Linked DNA regions of Pan troglodytes: region 2 is linked to region 1. Evidence: chromatin contacts called from public Hi-C data. All regions are on one chromosome and are shown on one strand. The core of a region is the stretch at or near the end of the contact, and the rest is flanking DNA. Distances in the headings are between cores, read along the strand shown. Region 1 has its middle 12 kb from the start of HDHD5. Region 2 holds the start of CECR2 (CECR2 histone acetyl-lysine reader).

Region 1 (2,871 bases), core at 143-2,642:
GATGAAGTCAGCATGCTAGGGTTGGAAATATTATTTTCACATACATAGTCTAGGTTACTTAATTTATTGTTTTGAGACAGGGTCTCACTGCCCAGCCTGGAGGGCAGTGCTGTGATCATAGCTCACTATAATCTTGAACTCCTGGGCTCAAGGGACCCTCCCGCCTCAGCCTGCCTCTCCAGTAGTTGGGACGACAGGCGCGCACCACCACGCCCGGCTGTTTAATAGAGATGGGGGTCTCCTTTTGTTGCCCAGGCTAGTATTGAACTCTTGGCCTCAAGTGATTCTCCTGCCTGTATCTCCCAAGGCACTGGGATTACAGGCCAGAGCCACCTTGCCAGGCCAGTATGTTACTTTAAATAGCAGTCATCCTAAAAATAGCTTATCCTCCTCTGTCCTTCCCTGCCTGGAAAGGGTGTAAAAATAACATTTGGGGGCTGTAAATGCTGCCTAGATCTCTGGAGCTAGGTAGGTGCAGAGGTGTGATTTGGGTTTGGCTGTGCTCCGAAAAAACCAGGGCCGAGCTGCTGGTTTTGAATTAGTCCAGGCTTTTTAGCCAATAGCCTCTTCCTCCGCCGGGAAGGGGTGGGACCCAGCCTTCCAAAACACCTTTGCTGAGGAATCGTGCAAAGACCTTGGATGAGGGCCCCAGCTCAGCCAGGCCTCCCTGAAGCGAAGCCAGCCCGGGGTGGGGACTGGTGGAGGGACTAGAGTTTCTTAGATTCACAGAATAGCAGAGCTGGGAGAGGCCTAAAGACCATCTTATCTACGCGTTTGTGTTTCTGATGACTGATTAAGGCCCAGAGAGGGTCAGTAACTCTTCCAGGTCGCACAGTGGGTGACAGTAGGTATGTGCTCGTCCTGGGACACAGAGCTGTTTTCTTCGCTTGTCTGGAGTGGGTTTCGGGGGTCGGCACTTGCCTCCCAGTGAGCTCCCGGCGCCTGCCAGTCCTGGCTGAGTGGGATCGGTCGGCCTCCACCCCTAATCTCCCCCGCTGCAGAGCCAAAGCACACCGGCCTCCAGGGGGCGCCGCCTCCGGGACGCGCCGACTCTCCCGAGCCCTGCTCTCTCTGGCCGGGGTCAGCCCCGGAAACAGCTTCAGTTTCCTGTCCCTTCCCTCCCTGGGAGCAAAGATGTAGGCGCCCAGACCCCGCCCGCGGGCTCCCTTCGTCCGGCGTCCCTAGCGGCCCGCCCGGTCCCGCCGCCCCGCGGCTTGCGGATGGCTGCGGCCCCCCGAGCCCCGGGTGGCTGCGGTGGCGGGGAAACGGCAGAACGCAGGCGGCGATTCGCTGGGGACGGCGGCCGGAGGGAGGCGATGGCCCCAGGCTCGGCGCACCTGTGGAACTGCGCGGGCGGCGCGGCGCTGCTGCCCCCTGCCGGCCGCGCCCGGTCCCACTCCCGTGTCCACCCCGGCCCGGGTGCCCTCGGAGTCCCTCGCGTCACTGTGGGCCCCGCCAAGCTACGGCTTCCCATGGCGGAGCAGGGTGGGGCCGCGGGACGGCACAGAGCTCCCCTGCCGCGAATACGCCGGTTTAGTTGCTTCCCATAGATCACACATGGTCTCGCCTGTCTGCAGGGTCCCCTCCCGGCCTCAAGCCCCTGCCAGGCAGCATGGGCCGCTGGTGACCTTGGGTCATCCTGGCCTCTATGCATTTAGAGTAGAGGCCGGGTGGTGGCGGCGCCTGTAGTCCCGCATTCTGGGAGGCCCAGGCGGGGCGCTAGAGCCCAGGAGTTCTAGACCAGCCTGGGGAAAACAGCGAGACTCTGTCTCTTCAAAACAAAACAAAAACAAACAAGCAAAAAAGGGTAGAGCCCATAGTACAGGATGAGAGAGTAGTGCCCTAATGAATTTTAAATTTTAATTACATTTAAAATTAAAATGTGAATCTATATACAATCACATTTCAAAAATTCAAAAAGTATGAAAAGGAACACATTCGAAAGGCTTGTATCCACCTCTGTTTTCCACTGTCCTCTTTCCCATCCCACCCATTCTCTCACCAGGCTTAGTTTCTTGTGTTTCTTTAGGCAAAATAAACAAAAGCAAATATATATATTTTTTCCTGCTCTGATATAAAAGGCAGCACAGTATCCACACTGTTCTGAACTCTTTTTTTTTTTTTTTGAGACAGGGTCTCACTCTGTTCCCCAGACTGGAGTGCAGTGGCACAATCTCAACTCACTGCAGCCTCCACCTCCTGGGTTCAGGCTATTCTCCTGCCTCATCTGGACCACAGGCGCACACCACCATGCCCGGCTAATTTTGTATTATTATTTTTTTCGAGATGGAGTCTTGCTCTGTCGCCCACAGCTGGAGTGCAATGGTGCGATCTCGGCTTACTGCAACCCCTGCCTCCCGGGTTCAAGCAATTATCCTGCCTCAGCCCCCCGAGTAGCTGGGATTACAGGTGTGCGCCACCACACCTGGCTAATATTTGTATTTTTAGTAGAGACGGGGTTTCACCATGTTGACTAGGCTGGTCTTGAACTCCTGACCTCATGATCTGCCCACCTCGGCCTCCCAAAGTGCTGGGATTACGGGCGTGAACCACCATGCCCTGCCTAATTTTTTTATTTTTATTTTTTATTTTTTTGAGATGAAGTCTTTGCTCTTGTCGCCCAGGCTGGAGTGCAATGGCACCATCTTGGCTCACTGCAACCTCTGCCTCCCAGGTTCAAGCAATTCTCCTGCCTCAGCCTCCCAAGTAGCTGGGATTACAAGTGTACACCACTACGCCCGGCTAATTTTTGTATTTTTAGTAGGCCAGGCTGGTCTCGAACTCCTGACCTCAGGTGATCCAGCCACCTCCCAAAGTGCTGGGATTATAGGCATGAGCCAACGTGCCCAGCGAATTTTTGTATTTTAGTAG
Region 2 (2,914 bases), core at 303-2,802, 200 kb before region 1:
GGCTCTAATTTTGATTACTGCGTCGGCGAACCCATCCGCAGAACAGAAAACAAAAACTGACCAACGCAGTTGCCATTCACCTTTGTCCAAAGGCAAAAGGTGAAAAGTCACGACACACATTGCCATAGAAGAGAAGGCAATTCAACCTGCCAACCAATCGACTATTTCTCAGCTCCTTCCAAAAATAAAAATAAAAATAGGAGAAAGGGGGCTGCCGCTGAGCTGGCCGATGCCTGGCCGCCGAGTGCGCCGCGCTCCGCAAGCTCCCGCCACCCGCCGCGCTCCAGGACCCTCGGGTTTCGGCCCAGTTATCACAAAGCCCCGGGCTGGAAAACACCTCCGGCCTGGCCAGAATGGCCAGCCCGTCCTCCGCGCTCGCCCGGGGGGATAATGGTGGCGAGATAAACTCCAAGGGCTCCCGAGCCCCGCGATAAAGAGGCTGGATATTACGGGAGGAAGGACGCTGTGGAAGAATAACGGAGTCCCAAACTTTCCTTCCACACCTCCAGAGCCCCGCGCCCAGGCCCGGTCCCCACCGGCCCGAAGTTGGCCGGAGCGCCTCCCGGGAGCTTGGGGCCTCCGGGAGCCCCTGCCACGCGCCCGCCCGCCAGAGCGGGGCTAGCCCTCCCCGCCGGCCGCGGCCGACTCCCGCCCGGGTCCGAGTTAATCCCGCGCGGGCCCCCCCCCTCCCCGCGCCCGGCCCCGCCGGAGCAGCTGGCTCGCGCCTCAATGGCACCGGGCGGCGAGCGCGCGCAGCCCTCGCGCCCACACTCAGCCCCAGCCCACCGGAGAAGTCCCGGGAGGGTCGCCGGGTCCCGCTCCCGCTCCCTCTCCCACAAAAGCACGGGCCCGCCCCGCCCTCGCGGTGCCTGCTCCTCCACCCCAGGAGCCGGCGTCCCCGGCCCGACGCCCCTCGGCACCCGGGCACAGCCCGGCGGCCCCCGCCCGCCCTCCTGCCCTTTTGCGCCCTCCTCCTGGCCCCCGACTCCCGGCCGAAGTCCCTCGGGCCCCGGCCCCTCTGCGCGACGGCCCGGGACACCCCGCGCGGGGCAGGGGGAGCAGGGGGCGCAGCGCGCCGCCTCCCGCCCGCGCGGCCACTCACCTCGATCTCGAAGTCGGGCAGGCGGAACGCGGTGCGAAAGAGCGAGCAGAAGTGCGCGATGGCCGGGACCTCCCACCAGGAGCGGAGCTCGCCCAGCCCGGCCGCGCCGCCCTCCTCCGGGCACATCTCCCCGCTGCGGCACAGGCGGCGGCCCCTCGCTGCCCGCGCTCTGCCCGCCGACCTGGGACTCCCGCCGCGGCAGCGCCGCAGCCTCCGCGCGGTCCTCGGCGGGGGCGGCGGGGCGCTCCTCCCGCTGCTGCCGCCGCTCGGCGAGTGCAGGAGCCGAGGGCGGGCGCCGGGCGGGGGGCGGCGGCGCGGGGGCCCGAGCTACTGAGGCGGCTGCGGCTGCGGCTGCCCGCGGGGTCCGCGCGCTCGCCCCATCCCGCGGCTGCGGCGGCGGCCGCCCCCAGTCCCCTACAATATAATCGAGTCCCCGCCGGAGAAACAGATGGGGCTAGGGGCGGAGGGGCCGGACGCGGGGCCTGGGGGAGGGGCCGCCCACGAGGAGGGGGCGGGGCTGCCCGCGCCACAACAACAACCCCCGACCCCGCCCCACCCCCGCCCGGACAGCTGCACCGCCAGGGAGGGGGAGGGGCGGGGCGCGCGCCCCCGGGCCCAGATCCGCAGGACCTAGGGGGCGCGGGCCGCACCCCCGAGAACTCTCACACGGCGCCCTCCGCCCTCCAGGACTTTGGGACTGGGGAGTTGAAGCACTTTCCCAAGGGAGGACGGCCAGGAGCTCTCCCACCCCCACTTGGCCTGAGTGGTCGCGTCCTTTTAAAGGGCCCGCGGGGTGGTGCTTTCGGTCGGGCTAGAGACAGAAACGTGCACGTGTAGGAGTTCAGTTATTATTGATGCCGAGGGCAGAGCCGGAGCAGGAGCGGGCTGTCCACCCTAGAAATATGAAGCCTAGAGACGTGAAGTGCTTTCCACCTGTTTCTTAACGCTTTTATTCCAGCCGAGAACGGCGCCCAAGGAGCTCTGAAGTGGCTTTTTTCTCCGAGGGAAGAAGGCGGTGGGGCTGATTGAGCTGGAACGAAGTAGGATGGAGGCTGGAGAGCGGCGGGAAGGGTGGGGTAGGGGGAGGCACCAATCAGCAGCCAAGCGGGAAGAGCGATCCCCTACCCCAGGGAATGGACACGTGTGACCGCCCCGGAGAAGACGGGCTCGGAACCCTGCTACTGCCCGGCCGCTGAAAGAGCTGCCTGGAAGAGTGCGCACAATGTGCTTGGAAGGCGGGGGGATGGGGCAGAGGAGATCGGGAAGCCGGGAACTGTGCTCGGAGGGGAGGAGACCCCCACGCCCCGGCGGAGGGATTGAATGTGCTACGGCCGAAGGGTGTTGGGGTGTGTGCTTTAGAAATGCTAACTGCTGTAGCGCGGTGGAATACTGCTAAATCCTAAGAAAAAAAATCACCCCAGAAACAGGCTAGAAGTTTGGAAAAACTCCATTGAATGCTCAGATATTTGTATTGGTCGTTGCACTTGCATCCTGCTGGTCTCAGAGGGCCGCCTCTGAGTTCGATGGTCCACCTTTCAGATAGGAAACACTGCTCCTGGCGCGTCCCCCAAATCAATCAACTATTTATTGAGTGACAGGCACAATCACAAAGTGTACAAGGGTTAAACTCAAAGATCCTCTTCTACCTTTAAGTAGTGTACAATCTGGAGATAATTTATATGATAGATTTTGGAATGGGCTGTCTGGATAATTACCCCTCCACTCTCCCTCACTTTATTATGATAATAACTTGTTGTATTTTTTAAGGCAGCATTCAGAAACATATTTTTAAATGGTTAGAGTATATTCACG

The links. Hi-C and Micro-C count contacts between places; a contact is called where the count stands out from the background.
Region 2: a contact with region 1 is called in a Hi-C map of stem cell-derived neural progenitor cells, with 3 times the contacts expected there. The contact joins the promoter of CECR2 here to the enhancer-like site in region 1. A contact is called at or near these places in 1 of 7 Hi-C or Micro-C datasets (stem cell-derived neural progenitor cells), 1 of 1 datasets of contacts at active chromatin or transcription factors (stem cell-derived excitatory neurons) and 1 of 1 other capture datasets (stem cell-derived neural stem cells).

What each region holds. Positions count from the first base shown.
Region 1 is chr23:19,880,147-19,883,017 of NHGRI_mPanTro3-v2.0_pri, reverse strand. No RefSeq gene overlaps it. Among named protein-coding and RNA genes, the nearest start is that of HDHD5, 12 kb to the right of the region's middle. Within about 2 kb of position 1,392, at least 16 of the 24 cell types and tissues checked have an H3K27ac peak or open chromatin away from gene starts, as enhancers often do. A contact at or near this core is called in stem cell-derived neural progenitor cells and stem cell-derived neural stem cells, where this site is marked.
Region 2 is chr23:20,078,744-20,081,657 of NHGRI_mPanTro3-v2.0_pri, reverse strand. CECR2 (CECR2 histone acetyl-lysine reader) reads right to left here and starts at 1,552. Exons shown (of 19, transcript XM_016939629.3): 1 at 1,103-1,552. The coding sequence starts at 1,228.